4 separate regions of the Sus scrofa genome follow, and regions 2, 3 and 4 are each linked to region 1. Evidence: chromatin contacts called from public Hi-C and HiChIP or PLAC-seq data. All regions are on one chromosome and are shown on one strand. The core of a region is the stretch at or near the end of the contact, and the rest is flanking DNA. Distances in the headings are between cores, read along the strand shown.

Region 1 (4,927 bases), core at 1,020-3,519:
AAATATTTTCCAAATTACAAATTAAGACACATGGCCCCGATTCATGATCCTGCAATTCTGGATGTTTGGTACAGTGATATTATTTCCCTAATGGTAAAAGAAATTATGTTCTAGAGAACACGAAAAGCAAGTGTTTCTCTGGGTAAACCATTCCCCAAACATCCTATATTCTTGCAATTTCTATGCTTAACTAATTATAAAATTTAAAAATAAAATAAAAAAACTAAATGGAATTAATGTTCATTACTGAAAAAAAACACAAATGAGCAAAAAGAAGACACTGAACGAATAATATAAATTGGTTTATATTATATTATATATTATATTATATTATATTATATTAACGCAGCGCAAGGGGCGTTTTACTTTAAAATGCCTACATACTTTCACAACCAAATCTTACTCGTCCTTGTTTACAACTGAAAAACCCAAATAGTAAAAAAACAGAACTTAAAGAATCATTGAGTAAAAACTTCTATGCTCTTTAAAAACAATACCTGAATTTTAGGAATCAGTACAATAAACGAAAAACTCGGTCACCCGACCACTCCCACCCTCAGCCTATTTCACAAACCCACTTTCCCTCCCCCCTCACACACTTTGGGTCTTTGGAAACACTCTTTTTCAATTCTATCCTTCAAATAGAGGAGGAAAGGAAGGCAAGAGAATCAAGTTGGAGGAAAAAAAACTATAATTTTTTTTTTTTTTTTTTTTGCGTCCATAAAGCGGGTTTGTGCCGCAGGAGCACGGCTGGTCTGCACAGCCAGCTTCGCAAACACTCCACTCCTCGGTGGATTGTGGTTTAACTTCCACGTAGCAGGTAGAGAGTGCAAACCCCTCGGTTTTGAGAGGAAGGCGGCGCCCCAATTGGTGTTTTTCCAGGAAGCACTCCTTGAGGGCTGAAGAAAGCGGAGAGGGGAAGGCCGGGCAATGGGCGTTTCATTCATTGCTCCTCTTTCTCCCCCTCCTACCCTTCTCTCCCCTTAGACCTTCTCGCTCCTTTTCCCAGTGCGAGTTTGACGTCGGTCTCCTGGATACCAGACGGCCAATCGCCTGGTTGCTAGGGGAGAAGTCTGGCCAATGAGGCGTCGTTGCTACCTGTGAGTAATATTTTTAGCCGTAAGAGACGCCTGGTTCCACTCCCAGTGTTAACTTGGGGTAATTCTCTGCTGCAGGTTGTGAAAAAGAAGCGTTTGCCCGCCCCTTTTGAGTCCCTGTCTTTCCCTGCTCCCTATTTTTTCACCCATATTTTAACTAAGATAATTTTATCTTAAACGTACAATATAGGAAGGCACTGTGTTTATTATGTGTATTCATGTTAAAACAGGCACTTGAAATACACGCATGCACATATACACTTAGATACGTACGCAACTTGGCATGGAGGGCTGGACTGGGACATTCGGAATAAAATGTGATTCTTCTTATACTCTCAAGACACCCCCACGTCCGAGTTGCTGCCGGGTTGCACGGGGAGGTCTGATGTGGGAAGCGGAGGCAGTTAAACTGTCACCGGGGCGGGAGGTGTGGCCGGGTGGTCTTCCCTTCCCCACCCCCAGCCTGGCACAGCAGCTTTGGATTCTGCAGTTGCCCCTCTCTGGACGGCAGTTGGCCTAGGCCCTTGCGGTGATTTAATTAACCGAGTGCACGAGTCCTTGTCACAGTTCGCCCTTTTTCTAAGCTCTCTTGGGTGCACTGGAGGCCGACGTGGTAGCTCGTCCACGAATGGGATTTTCCTCGACCACAATCCCACTCGGGTGGAGCATGCTTTGTAAATCCTCCCCTCCCTCTCGAGATCGACAGCTCGCCACAGTTCTCCCCAGCCGCTTCGCCTCCAGCTCCGTTCCCCTCCCCCCTCCTCCCCGGTGCTCTCGGCCTAGACGCAGAGTCAGCCGCCCCAAACCACCTCTGTCGCCTTCACTGGCACGTCTCTCCCCCAATCCCTTTCCAATTTTTCTTAATCCCGCCCACAGTGACTCCAGATAGTCGGTTCATTGGCCATCCTGGAGCCCGAGGGGTGTGGCCTGCCCGCCCGGCCCACCGCCTCGGTTTGGGACATGGGCAGGAGGGACTTGGCCAATGGCGTCCGGGGGCAGGGCAGGGGCGGAGCCAGCCGGTGAGGGTCTCGGGTGCCGGGTGGGAGGATAGGGAATGGTGACGCCGCCCGGAGCTGTGTGACGCGGAGCGGGCGCGCGCACCCCTACGGGAGGGGATGGGGGGGCGGGGAGGAGACTATAAAACGAGAGGCGGGGCGCGCGCCGCGGCAGAAGGAGCAAAGCTCTGGCCCGGCGCGGAGTGGGCGCTGTACGGGGACGCTGGGCCGGGCACCGGGCTGTGTGGAGAAGTGGGCGCGCTCACCTGACCCCGTCCTCGCCAACCCGAGCCAGAAGGGGCGAACTCCTGAGGCTCTCGTCCTCCGCAACCTCCTCCCGGCAGCGTCGGCGTGCACTAGGCCCAGCCAGCTCGCTGCCGCCGACCCTCCCTTCTCCTCCGCCCAGCCGCTGGGTCTGTGGTGGAAGCAGCCCGTAAGTATCGAGGGGCGGCGGGCGGGGGCAGGAGGAGGAGGAGGAGGGGCTGCAGCAGCGTCGAGCCGCGGGCCCTTGGGGGCTCGGGACGGCGGCGTCGCGGCCCGGGCGTGGAGGGGAGCGGCTCTCAACACCCGACCCGAGGTAGCTCCGAGGGGCCCGGGTGCGCCCGGGAGCTGGAGGCGGGGCTGGCCGGCGCTTTGGGCTCGGCGGGGCCGGGTGACCGGGGAAGGGCGGCCCGGGGCGAGCTGATGGGAATCGGGGGTTGGGGTGCCCAGGAGCAGCAGCGAACGCGAAGGGAACGCTGGGCTCCGCGGGGCGGGTGGCTGGCCGGCCCGAAAATGGTGCCAGGGAACCAGCGCTCCCCAGGCTCTGGCCGGGTCCCAGGAGCCTTGAGGCGGGGGCAGGGAGCGGCGGGTCGGGTTACGGCTGGGGCGGGGGGAGGGAGCGGCTGACCCGGTGCAGCCGGCGCGGCGACCCGCCGGGTGTCCGGGCCCCTGGCCCCAAATGGTCGCGTTTCCATCTCTCGTGGCCTTCCTCCTCCTCCTCCTCCTTGGAGGAGGAGACTTGTACTCTCTTCCTCCTCCTCTTGGCTGCTGCCGCTGTAGCGCTTGGGCTCCGAGGGCTGTGAGCAGAAATCTAATGAGACCCAACTGGCTGTTTATGTAATTCTTCACGCTCCTGTCTTAAGGCGTTGCTTTGAAACTACCTTCTGCCGAGCCTGAATTTCGCTCGGCTGCACCTTCAAGCAATTTGGCCTAATCGGCTGCCTTTGCCAGCACTCAGGGCTTTTGGCTTGGAGAGTGTTTGTAGTTTAGGGCAGCCGGGGACTCTTTCTCCTTTGTCACTACGAGTATGGAAAAATGAAACAGATGAATTATCAACTTGATTTTTAAATGTCCTTTTAGATCAACCTCAGATCCCTCCTTTGCAAATATCTTCTGTTTGCCCTTGATCTTTCCTTATCCCCACCCAGTGCTGATCCAGCAAACGTTTAAAGGTCGACCTTATCGTACCCGCCTGTCCGGCTGTTTTCTTATCACGAGGGATGGAGGTGATTTTAAAAATCAGAGTAAAACTCAGAAACTCTGCCCTTTCAGCAGAATAATCAATAAATTTTTGAAATTCATTGTTTCTTTTGTTAGGCTTGATGCCCACGAGGTATTTTCAAATTTAGAAAAATACACGTTGAAAAGAAAAGCACAGAGAAGCTCGATTATTTCATTTTGAGCACTTAGTATATTTAAAACAGCAACTGTGTAGGATAATTTGGTTCATGATTATCATCCACTAGGATGGCAATTCATTTAGTATTTCGTACCCTTAACTTTAGTATCATGAGCTTTGGAAATTAAAATAATTTCCCTGACTTCTCAAATTTCAAAATGTTTATCGATAAAACAAGATGTAAGTAGTCTGTATCCAAATGAACTGAAATAACAGCATTCGTTTCTACATTGGTGAATAGGAGTATAACCAACTTCTAAAACTTCGGTATGTGTATGTATATAACTTCGGTATATATATGCCGAGTATAGTTTCCAGTACGTATTTTTGTGAGAACTAAGGGAAGAAAAGAAGGAATATGCTCTATACCCCGGAAATATTTTTTTCTCTTAGAACTCTATTCAGAAACAGGAAGGTAATAATAGGCTTAAAAAAAAAAAAACATTGTTTTAACTGTAAATCCTCAGTTTTTCCTTGAGCTTTTAATCTTCAATAAACAGTTTTGTATTGTATGTTCATTTATTTTGTGTTGATTATATTTTTCAGACTTTCTAGCTTATTAGATTTTTTTTGCAAAAGTGACATTACTCTAGGGTAGAAAAAGGTTGTGGAACTTAACATTTATCTTACGTGGACATGTTTGCTTTTGTTTTGTTTGTTTTCTTTAAGGAACAAGACACTCAAGGTGAAGGATATCTACTAATACCAGCACTTTGAATGAAAGTTTGTTTCTCTGCCACAATTGAACACTTTTGTGTGTGTCTGGGGGGGAGTTGAAACACAAACCTAATTTTGTGGCATAGCAGCTATGCAGCTTGAAATCCAAGTAGCACTAATTTCATTATTTCATATCTGTACAATAAGCTTCCCAGGAGACGTGTCAACATTTTTGGTGAAGAGCTTGAAAGACTTCTTAAGAAGAAATATGAAGGGCACTGGTATCCTGAAAAGCCATATAAAGGATCAGGGTTTAGATGTATACACATAGGGGAGAAGTGGACCCAGTGATTGAACAAGCATCCAAGAGAGTGGTTTGGACATTGATGATGTTCGTGGCAATCTGCCACAGGATCTTAGCGTTTGGATCGACCCGTTTGAGGTTTCCTACCAAATTGGTGAAAAGGGACCAGTGAAGGTACTTTATGTGGATGATAATAATGAAATGGATGTGAGTT
Region 2 (4,927 bases), core at 1,215-3,714, 320 kb before region 1:
TCCAATAAAGAATTTGGGAGTTCCCATTGTGGCACAGGAGAAACGAATCCGGCTGGTAACCATGAGGTCGCAGGTTCGATCCCTGTCCTTGCTTAGTGGGTTAAGGACCCAGCATTGCCGTTGAGCTGTGGTGAAGGTTGCAAATGCAGCTCGGATCCTGCATTGCTGTGGCTGTGGTGTAGACTGACAGCTGTAGCTCTGATTCGACCCCTAACCTGGGAACCTCCATATGCTGCGGGTGCGGCCCTAAAAAGACAGACCTAAAAAACAAAAAAAAAGACCTAAAAAAACAAAAAACAAACCCCCCCCAAAAAAAGAGAAAATTTGGAGTATCTAAAGATGTCTTTTTGCCTTTTCTAGGGCTGCTCCCTCGGCATATGGAGTTCCCAGGCTAGGGGTCGAATCGGAGCTGTGGCCACCAGCCTACACCAGAGCCACAGCAACACAGGATCTGAGCCGCATCTGCAACCCACACCACAGCTCACAGCAATGCCAGATCGCTAACTCACTGAGCAAGGCCAGGGATCAAACCCGCAACCTCATGGTTCCTAGTCGGATTCGTTAACCACTGAACCACAAAGGGAACTCCAGGAAGATGTCTAAAAGGGACATGCAGACATGACGCACACCCACTAACCTGTCAGCAAACCCAGTAATCTTATTTTCCTTAGTGCCTCCTTCCCTAGCACCAGCACTTACCATCGCCACAACTGGCCCTGAGCCCATGTACTTCACCAGTCCCGGGAAGAAGGGCCGGTCTTTCAGGTCAATGTAGTGCTGCTTCAGGAGTTCCTCAGAGGCCTGGCATTGAAGAGCAGGTGCCAATTAGGAAATAAATTTAAAAGGCCCAAAGAGGGCCCTACCCCATCCTCACGAACCCCCGCCCCCAACCACCACCACTCTATAACAGGGTAGGTTCTCTAAAAGCCCTGATTTTAGCCAGGATTCATAAGGTGTGGTTTTGCTTTTTATAATCCCATCCAGGAGCTCCCGCTGTGACACAACGAGATCAGCAGCATCTCTGAGGCACTGGGACTCAGGTTGGATCCCTGGCCTGGCACAGTGCGTTAAGGATCGCACTTTAGGCCGTAGCTGCAGCTGGGATCTGATCCCTGGCCTGGGAGCTCCATATGCTGCAAGGCAGCCAAAAATGAAAAAAGTCGGTGGTTTGAGGATCTAGATTTAGGAAGTTAACTGTCGGCTGGAATCAAAGGAAATATGGCAGCAGCCATATCAAACCCTCTGGCCCACAATGCCCTTTTAAACATTTCAGACTTGAACTGAGAACCACCTCCTCTTCACTGATGAGTTTAGTTTAAATTTCAGTTCTTATTTATCCCTTACGGGTCCGGATCCAAGCCCCAATTTTAATGTGGAAAATAAAGTTACTGCCCTAAGCCAACGAGAGCCTGCAGAAAATAAGCAGAAGAAAGAGCACCCCCCTGAAAATCTCAAGCCTCTCAAGAGTTGCAAGCTAAAGCACAAAAGGATTCCACCCTCCAGCCCCAGCCTGGGTGGACCCGCGTGGGCCCGAGGCTCAGGCCTTCTCCACTCCCTGCTGCCCCCCTGCGGCCCACGGCCCAACGCAGCCGCGGGGAGGAAGCAGCCCCGGAGCCCGAGTCACGTTACCTCCGCTTAACCTTCCAAGGGCGTCTTTCCCCCCGGGCTTCGAGGAAGGGTCAGTGGGGCCGAGGCACCCTGGGGAGGGGACCCAGGGCAAAGAGGTTCTCGCAGGGGCGAAATCATTCGAGGGGGGGTCTCTGACTGGGAAAAAAGACCTGCATCGCCACTGGGGTAAGAAGTACCACCCGCGACCCTGAGGCCGCAGGGGCAGGGAAGCGGGGCATGTACCTGAAGGAACTTCAAGGCAACGAGGCGGAATCCCTTCTGCTCGAAGCGCTTGATGATCTCGCCCACGAGACCGCGCTGGACGCCGTCCGGCTTGACCGCGATGAAGGTGCGCTCCGCGTGGGCCATGGTCCTGCAAGCGGCAGGTGCACTCAGGACCCCGCGGCAGGGCCCACACAGGCCGCACCGGGGCCCCGGACCCGGGCCCCGAGGCCACGTGGCACCCGCCCCCGCCCGCAGACGCTTCTGCGGGGACACGTGGCCTCCCGGAGGCCGCCGCCCTGCCGCCGCCCCTCGGCCAACCCGGGCGCCAGCGGAGGGGACGCGGCAGGGGCCCCGAGAGGAAGGCCGGGCCTGCGGGGCCGAGCGGGGGGGGGGGGGGGGCCTGCGGCCCGGGACCGGCCGGCCGCAGCGCGAGCGGAAAGGGGCCCGAGGGCGGGAAGGCGAAGGAGCCGCTACCTTACCGGTTGGAGGGCGGGCAGCGAGCAGCGGTGGAGAAGTGAGCGGAGACCTGAGAGCGGAGGGACCCCCGCGGCCTGGAGCCCGCGGAGGAGGGGCCCACCGCGGCCACACCCCGGACGGCCCGCCGCCCAACCCGCGAGGCGGGAGGCGGCCGGACGACTCTGTCCACGCCCCGGGTTTGCGGAAGAAGCCGGGGAGGGCTCCTGGGCCAGGAAGTGGTTTCCTCTCCACCTGGACGTGCCACGGTAGGGCCGCGGGCGTCCAATCCACCTCCTTTCTAAATTGCCTCCCATCGCGCGCCCGCACGAAAACCTGTCCCGCTCTCGAGGCCGCATCCCGGCCGGTACCTTCTGCTTTCCCCCTCCGCCGAGCACCCAGAGCTAAGCTTTCTCGCCTCCCGCTCAGGCACCACAGGTCCTTATTCTACCTGTGAAATCCAGTTTCCCCTTTCCCTCCTCTCTGCTGGAGCCCTGCTTCTAGCCCTCCACCTCCCTCATCCGAACCGGCAGCCTCCCAGTGCGCCTCAACCTCACATCTTTGGCAAGGAGCCTCCCTCAGAAGGCTTCTCAAACACTATCTGACCCCTCGGCCCTGCTCTGATGACTCATCCTGCCTGGAGGATGGCATGAATGCTCATTTAGCAAAATACCCGGTGATTTCCACAGAGTGCCCGGCTCCGTGCTGCCTGTCTCCCCACCCACTTTCCCAGACCAATTTCGCTGCCCTGTTCCCACTCAGAAATGATGATCTCTGCCCCAGTATTATCCTGCGGTCAGATTATCCAGTTCAGCCTGAGATACACCCTTGACTAGATGCTAGATTCTCTCATAGAAATCAGGCCTGACAGGAGTTCCCGTCGTGGCGCAGTGGTTAACGAATCCGACTAGGAACCATGAGGTTGCGGGTTCGTTCCCTGCCTTGCTCAGTGGGTTAAGGATCCGGCGTGGCCATGAGCTGTGGTGTAGGTTGCAGACGCGGCTCGGATCCCGCATTGCTGTGGCTCTGGCTAGGCCTGCGGCTACAGCTCCAATTAGACCCCTAGCCTGGGAACCTCCATATGCTGCTGGAGCGTCTCAAGAAAAGACAAAAAAAAAAAGAAAGAAAGAAAGAAATCAGGCCTGACATATGTTTGCAGACAATCTCTGTCTCCTCTCTGCCTGCAAACCACTAGCTACGCTTCGGTGATACCCAGCTTCCCTGGAGGAGCCAGCAAGCCCATCCTCTCAGTATGTGTCCTGACCCCTGTACAGCAGTGTTTGTAGCCTGAGATGGGCAGAGCCCCAGTGTCTCTATTCTCAGGGCAGTGAGCTGACCGCAGGAATCCTGGGTCATCCCCCTAGTGGTCCTGGCACCCCGCCGATAACCTGTGTTGGATGACATGGCTCTATTACCCCTTGCAGGCTTTTCAGACTTCTAGTGTAGGGCCTTAAATGAAACCACAGTACACTGGCAGTCTTTATTCCAAAGCAGGGACACCCCGTGTTCCCTTGGGCCTCAATCTGCAGTACACTTTTATTGGGGCTTCCTTTTTAGAGTTATCACATGTCGAGAGTAGACATTTCACTGGCTCTTTCCCTGCAGAGCTTTGTGTCTCTTGTCGCTAATACCACCTTGTGGTACAGCCAGTCGCAGCCCTCTGCCTTTCACCTCTCCTTTCCTTCCTGAGAAGACTGTCCTTAACTGGAGAAGGTATAACCCTCCTGCCTTGCTGCACATATACTCCTTCTCCTCCGAGTTCTGGTTCTCTACCTCAGCCCCTCTCCCCCTTTTTATGGCATTTTAGGGCCGCACCTGCAGCATATGGAGGTTCCCAGGCTAGGAGCTGAATCAGAGTTGCAGCTGCCGGCCTACCCCACAGCCACGGCAACATCGGATCTGAGCCACATCTGCAACCCACACCATGGCTCATGGCAATGCTGGATCCTTAACCCACTGAGCGAGGCCAGGGACTGAATGCGAAACCCCATGGTTCCTAGTTGGATTCAGACCCAAGTAATGGGGGCCATGCGGTGGAACTGGCTCTCTGCCTGCCCCCAACGTCCCCTTGTGCTCGAGAGTCCCTTCAACCCACGTCCCCTTGGTGACACACACATAGCTCCTTGATTCCGTCCATCTCCCCTTACACCTGGCTCTCCTGCTAGAGGCAGCCTCCCTCTCCCGGAATTTGTTTTCTCCCCCTCTGGAGCTTGTGCCTCTTTGGGAGGACAGGGTTTCTGCCACTGCACGATGGGAACTCCTCAGCCCCCAATCTTTGAGTGAAACAGAAATGAACTTAAGTCCTCAGCTGCCCCCCCCCAAAAAAAACCCCTCCCAATCCTTTCATAATGTATACTTATGTCATCATGTTGTACACTTTAAATATCTAACAGTTTTGGCATTCCCGTCGTTGCACAGGGAAACAAATCTGACTAGGAACCATGAGATTGCGGGTTCAATCCCTGGCCTCACTCAGCAGGTCAAGGATCCCATGTTGCCCTGAGCCTCAGTGTTGGTCGCAGACGTGGCTCAGATCTGGTGTTGCTGTGGCTGTGGTGTAGGCCTGTGGCTATAGCTCCAATTAGACCCCTAGCCTGGGAACCTCCATATGCTGCAAATGCAGCCCTAAAAAGACAAAAGA
Region 3 (4,927 bases), core at 1,016-3,515, 290 kb after region 1:
TAGGGGTCTCTGCTCTGGGCTGCGGTCAGGGGTCACCTGGAAGGCCTGTGAATAGGCCACCGTGAGCTGTGCCTGGTCATACAGCATCTTCTCAAAGTGGGGGACGTGCCACTGGCGGTCCGTGGAGTAGCGGTGGAAGCCCTGTGCCAGGAGGGACGTGAGGCTGGAGGCCCATCCCCGCCGCGTCCTCCCCCCTTTCCCCCCCGCCAGCCGCCCTTCTCCAGGAAATGCCTTGTGCCATCACCTGTCCCACGTGGTCTCGGATGCCCCCGTTGGCCATCATCTTCAGGGTGTGCAAGGCCATCTGCTGGGCCCGAGAGCCATCCTGCGTGAGCCGATGGCTGAGCCAGTAGGAGAACAGGAAGCTCAGGATCACTGCAGACGCCCAGAGAGAGCACGCGGGTGAGAGCATGGAGAGCATGGGGCAGCGAGCAGGGCGATGAGGCCTGTGGCTGGGCTGCCGCTAGGGGTTTGCTCAACAGGCAGTCTTTCTGGACAGGCGGAGGGTCCGCAGGTCCCTGACCGGTCCACCCAGAGGACAGAGGACTGCTATCTAGGTCAGCCATCAGAGGATCCCTGCTAAGACCAAAGTCAGGTCTTCACTCCGATAGCTACCGACACACAGGCTGGGGGTCAGGAGGTCCCAGGCCAGGCAGGAGAGTGCGAGGTTGACAACCAAGACAGGGGTCAGGAGAGCACCGACTTGGGTGGGTCTCGAAAGCCCAGGCCGGGGCTGGCGTGGGCGCAGGGCGAGGGGCACTGACCCGGCGTGGGGAACTTGGGGGCCTCGGCGAAGCCGCCATACTCCTCATCATAGCCCTCGTCCAGCTGTTGAAAGCAGCGGCTGTTCATGGTGGCAGCGGAGGGTGGCAGCTGGCGGTCACCCATGCTGATCTCCGACCGGGCCAGCAGAGCTGTGGTGACACGCTGGCTGTTTTCCAGCAGGGTTTTCTTGTTCTGTTTCCACTGCGGGAGGGTGGAGGGCACACCTGGAGGTCAGCACCGGGTGGGGACCCCTGGCTCCCTCCCCCCCGATCATCACCCCCACCCCCACTCCGCTGTGCCCACCTGCTCCCGAATCCTCAACAACACGGTGCGGAAGCCGACTCGGGTCAAGCCATCCTCAGGGGGGAAATAGGTGCCCCCCACAAAGGGCTGTAGGTTGGGAGTCAACCACACACTCATGGGCCAGCCCCCACCACTGCTGGTGGCCTGGCAGAGAGAGGGCAAGAGTGAGGGGGGCGGCACCGTGGGCCCGGGCCACCCCCCTCCAGGGGAAGACCACGCACCTGCACGAAGGTCATGTACACCTTGTCCACATCTGGCCGCTCCTCCCGGTCCACCTTCACGCTGACAAAGTCCTCACTGAGCAGGCGGCCAATCTCCTCATTCTGGAAGGACTCCTCCTCCATCATGTGGCACCAGTGGCAGGTGGAGTATCCCACTGGAATGGGGCCATGGGGGCGGGGGAGGGGGGGCCAGTGATGGGCACAGGAGGGCCAGCCAAGCGCCCCCCCCCTCGCTGGGCTGAAGACACCCTGACCTCTAGTTTCCTGGGAGGCCCCCAGGCCCAGAAGACCCTTCCCCTACCCCCCATCCATCACTACTTCCCACCGCCCATCGCAGGGAAGGGGGGTACAGTACCTGAAAGGAAAATTGGCTTGTTTTCTTTCCTGGCCTTGTCAAAGGCTTCCTGTCCCCAGGGGTACCTGGGCCCGACAGGGTGGGGCATCACTCACTAGCCTGGGCCGAGGGGGGGGGGAGGGAGGGGCGGGCGGGATAGGAGGGGCTGAGGGTCCAGCTGCCCCGGGAGGCCTCAGGAGAGGGACTCACCAGTCCACAGGGTTGTAGGCATGCTGCAGGAGATACGGTGACTTCTCATTGATCAGGCGGTTGGGGGTCTTCTGGGGCGCGGACTGGGAGCAGTTGGTCCTGCTCCCTTTCCCTCCGGCAGGCATGGGCACTGAACTGCTGACTGTCACGCTGCGGTCCTTGTCCCGGGGGGAGCTACCCCTGGCACGAGCAGGTGGGTCAGGCTCAGAGGTTCCCCCCAACCTCCCCCTACACCTACCCCAGAGCCCCGTCCCACCCCACCTTGCCCTCTGGCATCCCTCCTGGAAGCTCCAGCTCCCAGCCCAACCCACCTTTCTGAACCACGGGGGAGACCGTGGCCTTTGTGCTCCCCCTTGTGTTTTGGGGGGGGTGAAGAAAGGTGGCTCATTGGGGGCTCCCTGCCAGGTTCGTCTCCCCCAAACTCTCAGACCTGGTGGTGGGAAGGGTGATGGCTGTGAGGTCAGGGCGGGTCACAATGGGCAGAACGGTCCTTCTGGCTCCATTCTCTCCCCCTAAGTGGGCCCCGCCCCAGGTGGCCGTGCTGGACGGGTCTCTCTGGAATGCCCGGGTGTGTGTGTCTGGGCAGGAAGGCTGCCCACTGCTGGGTCTGGGACTGCACCGGGTGAGGGGCAAGCAGAAGAAAATTGACACCCAGGACTTCCTCACTCAACATCCACCAACAGGGCACTTCCAGGGGGCCAGGTCCTGTGCCAGACCCTCACGACCCCCAAAGACTCAGAAATTGATTTCAAGGGGCTCAGCCTGGGCAGGTGGCACTGTGGGGCAGACCGAAATAATGACAGAGCCCCGCAGCAATGAGGACTGTGACAGGCCAGCCCAGCAGGGTGTTGTTGGACAAAGACCCTTGACCCAGCATCAGGGTTCAAGGAAGGCTTCCTGGAGGTGGTGTCAGAACAGAGTCCCCGCAGCTGGCGGGGAGGACAGGAGGGCGTTAATGCCCTGGGCCAGGTGGCAGGACAGGGCTTGAGGGTGGGGAGAATGCAGGCATGAAGGGGTTGGCCGGGCAGGCGCTGGGGACCAAAGTGGGACGACTGGCCCAAGGGCACCCCTCGCCCGCCCGTACCTGAGGCTCGCGACGAGGCCCGGCCCGGCGCGGGGCAGCAGGAGGCCGCGGCACCGCCAGGCCCGCGCGCCCAGCATGGCTGCTGACGGCCGTGGGCTGGGACGCCGCGGACAGGAAAGGCGAGCGGGACGGAGGCTGCGAGGGGCGGGCCCGGGCACGGACTCAGCCGCTGCGCGTCTTCGCCAAAACAGCGGGCCGCGTGGCTGGTCTCCGAGCGCCGCTCGGTGGCCGGTCGCGGGACTGCAGGCCGGATAGCCCGGGTTTGGGAGGAGGTCTGTGCCCAGAACGGGGGCGCCCTGGGCTGGACCTCAAACAGCAGCCTGCGCTGGGATAACCCTCCTGAGGAGAACTGGAGGGCTGTGAGGATGCCAGGGCTGTGGAACACCAGAGCCTCTGGTCATTTTGTCTAACCTTGCCTGTTTTTTTGTTTTTTGTTTTTTGTTTGTTTTGTCTTTTTGCCATTTCTTGGGCTGCTCCCACGGCATATGGAGGTTCCCAGGCTAGGGGTCTAATCGGAGCCGTAGCTGCCAGCCTACGCCACAGCCACAACAACACGGGATCCGAGCCATGTCTGCACCCTACACCACAGCTCACAGCAACGCCGCATCCTTAACCCACTGAACAAGGCCAGGGATGGAACCCACAATCTCATGGTTCCTAGTTGGATTCATTAACCACTGAGCCACAACGGGAACTCCAAACTACAAGTTCACTTTTTTTTTTCCCTTGCCTGTTTTATAAATGAGAAATGAAGCAAGAGGCAAAGCTGTGGCTTGTCCAGGTGCTCCAGGCCAGTCAGCTTCCCCCTTGTTCTGCCTCTCCACCTCAACGTCCTGCTCAAATCCCACCTCCTCCAGGAAGCCTTCCCTGAATCATAATGACGAGCCAACTTTACGTCCTATTAGATACTTGGCATAACTCACGTGTTGCATTCAGTCAATATTGACCAAGGACCCACCACCTACCGGGCCCTCTGTAAGGTACAGTGGTCAACAGAGAAAGCCAGGCCCCTGCCCTTGTGTTCCTCAGAGTCAGATGAGGGAGGAAGAAGCGAATCCAACAGTCATACTCATGAATGCACAACCACCTACTTCGAGAAGTGCCATGACTCGGTGTCACAAGGAACCTGGTCTGGTGGGAGAGACAGGGGAAGAAGGCCTCCCTGAGGAAGTCACATTTGTGTGGCAGCCTTTGAAGAACCAAAGGATGGAATCTGGGGAGGGCATGGGGGAAATGCTGGGGAAGCAGGAGGAACAGACATGCAAAGGCCCGGTGGCAGCACAGTGAGTCAGGGCTGAGGAACAGCAGAAGCCAGCCTGGCAGCAGGACAGAGAGCGTAGAGAAGAGAGTAGCAGATGAGGTTGGGGTGTTGAGGAGGAGGGCAGGGGCCAGGTCTTGACTGTGAGCAGGAGTTTGGTTACTGATTAAGAGCAGGAAGCTGTGGAAAAGGGCTATAGGCAGGGGAGTGACCCTGCATTTTGAAAAGGTCCCTCCGGCTTGCCGGTGAGAAACAGACTGGAGAGAGGCAAGAGTGGAAGCAGAAGGGTTTGGAGGCCAGGGGAGAGCTGTGGGGGGCTCTGCACCAGGCAGAGGTGGAGATGGAGAGACGGGGTGAACCTGTAGAGGAGGAAACATCATCAGGACTGGTTGTAAGGAAGGGGGTTTCAAGAGTGATTTGCAGGAGTTCTCGTCGTGGCTCAGTGGTTAACAAATTTGACTAGGAACCATGAGGTTGCAGGTTCCATCCCTGGCCTTGCTCAGTGGGTTAAGGATCCGGCGTTGCTGTGAGCTGTGGTGTAGGTCGCAGACGCGGTTCGGATCCTGCGTTGCAGTGGCCCTGGCGTAGGACAGGGACTACAGCTCTGTTTCAACCCTAGCCTGGGAAGCTCCCTATGCTGCAGATGCAGCCGTAAAAAGACAAAAAGAAAAAAAAAAAAAAGAGTGATTTGCAGAATGGGGCTAGTGCTGGATGGGGGGGTGGGCATTTGCCGAGGAGGGGGTGTGGGGAGA
Region 4 (4,927 bases), core at 1,490-3,989, 300 kb before region 1:
ATTCGACCCCTAACCTGGGAACCTCCATATGCCGCGGGAGCAGCCCTAGAAAAGGGCAAAAAGACAATAAATAAATAAATAAATAAAGTACTAAAAAGTAAAACCACCCTGGCCAGGTGGACTGAAGTACTGTCCCAGACTTTGATACATTTGAATGATGAACCAGTAGAACTTGTGGCCTTTTATGCCAGACGAGAGACCCCTGCCAAGATACCCAATGTCTTGGGAAACAGCTCTCTCTGTGGATCAATGGACTGTGCTGCTGAGAACACTAAGCCCCACCCCTGGGTGAGGGGGAATTACTCAGTTTCCACTGGGAGGCTGCAGCCCTGCCACAAGCTGGCCTGTTGAGATGTGCTATACCTGGAAGGGAACATGCACCTCTGAAGAGGGGAGAAGGAAGGGGTCCTGGTCTGGCATATCCCACGCCTACTCCATCTCCTCATGCCAGACAGGGCTGCCTGCCCTGGCCAACATGTATAGCATACATAACTAGGTCAAGTTCCTAGAGCTGCCAACCTCCCTCTCCTCCAGGCCAGATGGGCACATTCGGTTTCCCACTGGAACAATCATTTAGCCACCATTTTTGTCCCCTCCTTTGGCCTGACGGGCATTATAGCACAGAGAGAAGCCCTTACTAAATTCACCCAGCAAGCCTTAAATACTAGCCTGCAAAACCTGTCTTTATGGAACACTTTATCTTTAATGGCAAAAGCTGTCCTCCAAAGCAGGACATTATTACTGCCTGACAAAGGGATTTAGTAAATCAATGGTTCAGATGATGAGGCTCCTGGAGGAGAAAATTGTTATTATTTAGGGAATCGTCTTAATCCATGCGTCTCTTACACATGCCTCTATAATGCTGCTCTGACATCTGCCTCCACTGCAATCAGATGGCTGCCAAATGAGCCGCCTCCACCCTTTGCTGATCTCTCAGGGCACAATGCATCTGGGGAGTGGGGATGAGATTGTGAGAGCTAGTTGCAAGGGGTGGAGTATTGGAGGAGGTCATGGAGAGAATACGTCCCCAGGCAACTAGAGGCTCCTCACCTCTGTTTTTGAAAGGTACACTCTGCCTACTGTCCCCATAGTAGGGGCTGTTCGAAGGACAAAACATAGCCTTGAGAGAGTAAAGTGTTGTTGAGACCATCTGGACTGAATAGATGACTAAACCCATTTAAAGACTCTATGCATAACTTTTAAAATTCTGGTAGGTGACAGCAGCCACCTCAAGCTCCCTTGGTCATTATAACTGCCACCTATAATCTGGAGTGGTCTGCCTTTCTTCAGTCTCTCCTTGCCTTTGTGTGCAGAAGCCAGTTTTTTGTTTTTGTTTTTATTTTTAGGGCTGTACCCACCCTTCTAGCATACAGAAAGGCTAGAGGTAGAATCAGAGTGCAGCTGCAGGCCTACACCACAGCCACAGCCACACCAGATCCACGCTGCATCTGTGACCTACGCTGCAGCTTGTGGCAATGTGTATCCTTAACCCACTGAGTGAGGCCAGGGATCGAACCTGCATCCTTACAGACACTAGTCGGCTTCTTAAGCCACTGAGCCACAATGGGGACTAACATAAGCATCTACTGGGTACCCAATACTATGGCAGAACTGAGACAAGAAGTATTAAGAGAAAAAGAAAAGAATATCTTTCTGGATTATCCAGATGAGGGAAACTACAGTGATAATATGTGAGTGATGTCTAAAACAAGGCAGTATGAAATACAGTTTGACCTACTACCTCAGCATGCTATAACAGGAAGGAGTTTAGAGATTATTTCATTACAATCTTTTCTTTTACAAATGAGGAAACACATCTGGAGTACCAGAAGGAGGGTCACAATCCAGATTTCCCAACCCTCTGCAGCTTATGCTACATCACAAGATTAATGAATATTCTGACTAACCAATAAATGGTGGATTGTGGGAGAACTGTAGCCATGAGTAATATCTGTTGGAAGAAAGCCTAGAGACCACCTACTTCAGACTCTTCCTTTTACAGATAAGAAGTCTCAACTCAGGACCTGCTCTGCCTCCACAAGATGACAAAGGAGTCCCCTCACCTTGAAAGACAATCCCTATGTGGATAGCAGCACCACCTCCTGGCTCTACCTTCCTATAATTTAGTTGGCCTTTTATTACAACACCTTAACAATATATGTGAATTTTCTGTTTATTTCTCACAGGCCTGCCCCTGAATACAGAGATGATTTACTTCCCTAGTACCTAGTTACAGAGCCTAGTACTCAATAAGAGCAAAGAAAATGTCTTAAATGATAACCGCCCTGCACCTCCAAGAAAAAGAGACAAGGCCCAAGAACTGGCGGAGAACTCCTAATAGAAGCTACAGACAAGCATGAATTCCCTAGGAGAACATGGGGCTAAAGAGCCACAAACAGCAGTCCCTATACGTGTTCCCCACACCCACTCTTGATACATATCTGTCATTCATTCAGTAAGCACTGAGCACTGCACTCGATATAAACAAATAAGGCACAACCCTTACAGTCACGGACTGATGGGAAAAGCAGCCACGGACAAAGCCGAGTCCACGTGGCGCGGGACGTGAGCTGACAGGTTTGCACCTGTCAATGGGTGCGTCCCTCCCACCCGATCCCCCTGGCCACTTCTCCGAGTGGAACTTACCCGACCTCTTCACCTCCCCCTCCCTGGACCCCACTCTTCTCCCTTTTCTCTCAGGACCTCGAACCCTTCTCACCCCTCCGGGCACTTGGGCTTCAACTCCGTCGCCTGTCACCCGCACCGGAAACACGCCCCAGCTCCTCGTGGTTCCTAGCACCCGCTCGCGCGGAACGCTTCTGCGCATAATCGGCTGCAGGAGAGCCCATTTTGCAGAACACCACTCGCCTACGCTTCCTCCCGACAGTCGGATATCGTTCAAGGGAGCAACTTCCTGAAGTTCAACTTCCGGTACGGCTTCTCCCTATTCTTCTCGCACGCTGCAGCCATCTTTTTTTTCCCTTTAAGATCTGTGACTCACTTCCTTCTTTCGCGAGCAAACTGGCTTCCCGAGAGGTGGCGCTCACACTTTGCGTGAAAACTGAACTAGCGCCTGACCTAGAAGTAGTCAGTGTCCTCGTTTTACATTTGCTCATTCTTTCCAGCCTGTCAAGCAAATTATTTATTGAGTACCTTCTATGTGTCAGATATTGTTTCAGAGTCTGGGGTATAGCAGTAAACTTTCTTGGAACTTCTCGTGGGGTTGGGAATAAAGACAAACAATAAACAAATGAGCAAATTAACATGTAATATATCATAGTATGTAAATATTACTGAGAAAAAGCACAGCGAGGGGGTAGGGTAAAGGAGTACTTTAAATGTTGACTGGTGTGCTCTCTCAGGGGGTGACAGTAGAATAGACCTGCTGAAGTCAGATTACCTGAGAGCCAGTGGACATTAAGTGCTAGAAAATGCAACTGGAGAGCAGCAAGATTATGATGTGGTGGGAAGCCATTGGAGAATTTTGAGCAGGGCATGATATCATCTGATACATTTAAAAAAAAAAATCATTGCCTGCTGCAGGAGGAATGGCTGTGGTAAAGTACAGGATAGAATCAGGAGCCTTTTCAAAAAATGTGCTGGAGCACCTATAGGCAGAAAGAAAGTAAGAAGAAAGGAAGGAAGGAAAGAAAAAACCTCCACCTAAACCTCCCACTTTGAAAGAAAATCACTCCAGAGGGATTATAGATTTGTAAGTGTAAAACTATGTGGATAGGAGTTCCCTTGTAGCACAGCAGGTTAAGGATACAGCATTGTCACTGCAGCAGATTGGGTAGCTGCGGTGGCATGGATTTGATCCCGAGCTCAGAGAACTTCCACATGCCCCGGGTGCAACCCAAAAACCCCCAAAACAAAACAGGTGGCGGCTCAGAGAATTACAAACCTAACTAGTATCCATGAGGATATGGGTTCAATCCCTATCCTGGCTCAGTGGGTTAAGGATCCAGCATTGCCGTGAACTGTGGTGTAGGTGACAGACACAGCTCAGATCTGGCTTGGCCTTGGCTGTGGCTGTGACTGTGGTGTAGGCCAGCAGCTGCAGCTCTGATTCAACCACAAGCGTGGGAACTTACATATGCCGAAGGTGTAGCCCTAAAAAGCAAAAAAACAAAACAAAACAAAAAAACTATGCCTGCCATTTCAGTAAACAAAGAATATGGCCTGTCATCAAGCCATCAGCCACTGCAGCCTCCCCAAAGGTGCACCCTGAAGAGAAAAATAGTATACTGGCCCTAGATAAAGATGCATGTCAAAGGAATAATTTCTTTCTTTCTTCTTCTTTTTTTTTTTTTTTTTTTTTTTTTGGTTAGGGTCACACCTGCAGCATATGGAAGTTCCCAGGCTACGAGTCAAATCAGAGATGCAGCTGCTGGCCTAAGCCACAGCCACAGCAACTTGGGATCCAAGCTGAGTCTGTCTTCAACCTACATGACAGCTCTTGGCAACGTCAGATCCTTAACCCATTAAGTAAGGCCAGGGATCAAAACTGCTTACTCATGGTTTCTAGTCAGGTTCGTTACTGCTGAGCCACAACAGGAAATCCTCAAAGGAATAATTTCAATGAGCATTTTGATTGTTGTTGTGTTCTCAATGCATATGCATCTACGTTTTGAAATTAGCAATAATCTTTTGATGTTCCACTAACATTTTTTTTCAGCCATGCCCAGGGCATGTTGAGGTTCCTAGGCCAGGGATGGAGCCCAAGCCACAGTAGCAACTTGAACTGCTGCAATGATAATGCTGGATCCTTAATCTACTGTGCCGCAAGGGAACTCCACTAACATGTTTTATGGTTTGTTTGTTTGTTTTCTCAGTAAAATCTGAATATCCTGACTTCTCTCTTACTTCTTTGGAACAGTTCCTTAGAGCTATCTGAGAGTCTGTCTCCCAAGCTATAGTCATAGAA

Evidence for each region. Hi-C and Micro-C count contacts between places; a contact is called where the count stands out from the background. HiChIP or PLAC-seq counts read pairs in DNA pulled down with a chosen protein or histone mark.
Region 2: a contact with region 1 is called in an H3K27ac HiChIP or PLAC-seq map of alveolar macrophages. The contact joins the promoter of NME2 here to the promoter of TOB1 in region 1. A contact is called at or near these places in 2 of 5 promoter capture datasets (fetal liver and liver), 1 of 47 Hi-C or Micro-C datasets (liver) and 1 of 2 datasets of contacts at active chromatin or transcription factors (alveolar macrophages).
Region 3: an H3K27ac HiChIP or PLAC-seq map of alveolar macrophages shows a contact between it and region 1. The contact joins the promoter of SPATA20 here to the promoter of TOB1 in region 1. A contact is called at or near these places in 1 of 5 promoter capture datasets (liver), 2 of 47 Hi-C or Micro-C datasets (fetal skeletal muscle and retroperitoneal adipose tissue) and 2 of 2 datasets of contacts at active chromatin or transcription factors (alveolar macrophages and skeletal muscle).
Region 4: a contact with region 1 is called in a Hi-C map of embryonic fibroblasts, with 2.9 times the contacts expected there. The contact joins the promoter of NME1 here to the promoter of TOB1 in region 1. A contact is called at or near these places in 8 of 47 Hi-C or Micro-C datasets (embryonic fibroblasts, fetal heart ventricle, liver and 3 more).

The regions. Positions count from the first base shown.
Region 1 is chr12:27,117,248-27,122,174 of Sscrofa11.1, reverse strand. TOB1 (transducer of ERBB2, 1) reads left to right here and starts at 2,269. Exons shown (of 12, transcript NM_001123205.1): 1 at 2,269-2,525; 2 at 4,422-4,586; 3 at 4,589-4,745; 4 at 4,748-4,774; 5 at 4,777-4,913; 6 at 4,916-4,927. The coding sequence starts at 4,561.
Region 2 is chr12:27,437,066-27,441,992 of Sscrofa11.1, reverse strand. NME2 (NME/NM23 nucleoside diphosphate kinase 2) reads right to left here and starts at 2,464. Exons shown (of 5, transcript NM_001044610.2): 1 at 2,313-2,464; 2 at 1,852-1,981; 3 at 700-801. The coding sequence starts at 1,977.
Region 3 is chr12:26,826,824-26,831,750 of Sscrofa11.1, reverse strand. SPATA20 (spermatogenesis associated 20) reads right to left here and starts at 2,265. Exons shown (of 16, transcript NM_001159313.1): 1 at 2,145-2,265; 2 at 1,834-2,013; 3 at 1,645-1,709; 4 at 1,290-1,444; 5 at 1,069-1,212; 6 at 765-966; 7 at 245-375; 8 at 37-141. The coding sequence starts at 2,221.
Region 4 is chr12:27,414,249-27,419,175 of Sscrofa11.1, reverse strand. NME1 (NME/NM23 nucleoside diphosphate kinase 1) reads right to left here and starts at 2,739. Exons shown (of 5, transcript NM_001204759.1): 1 at 2,647-2,739.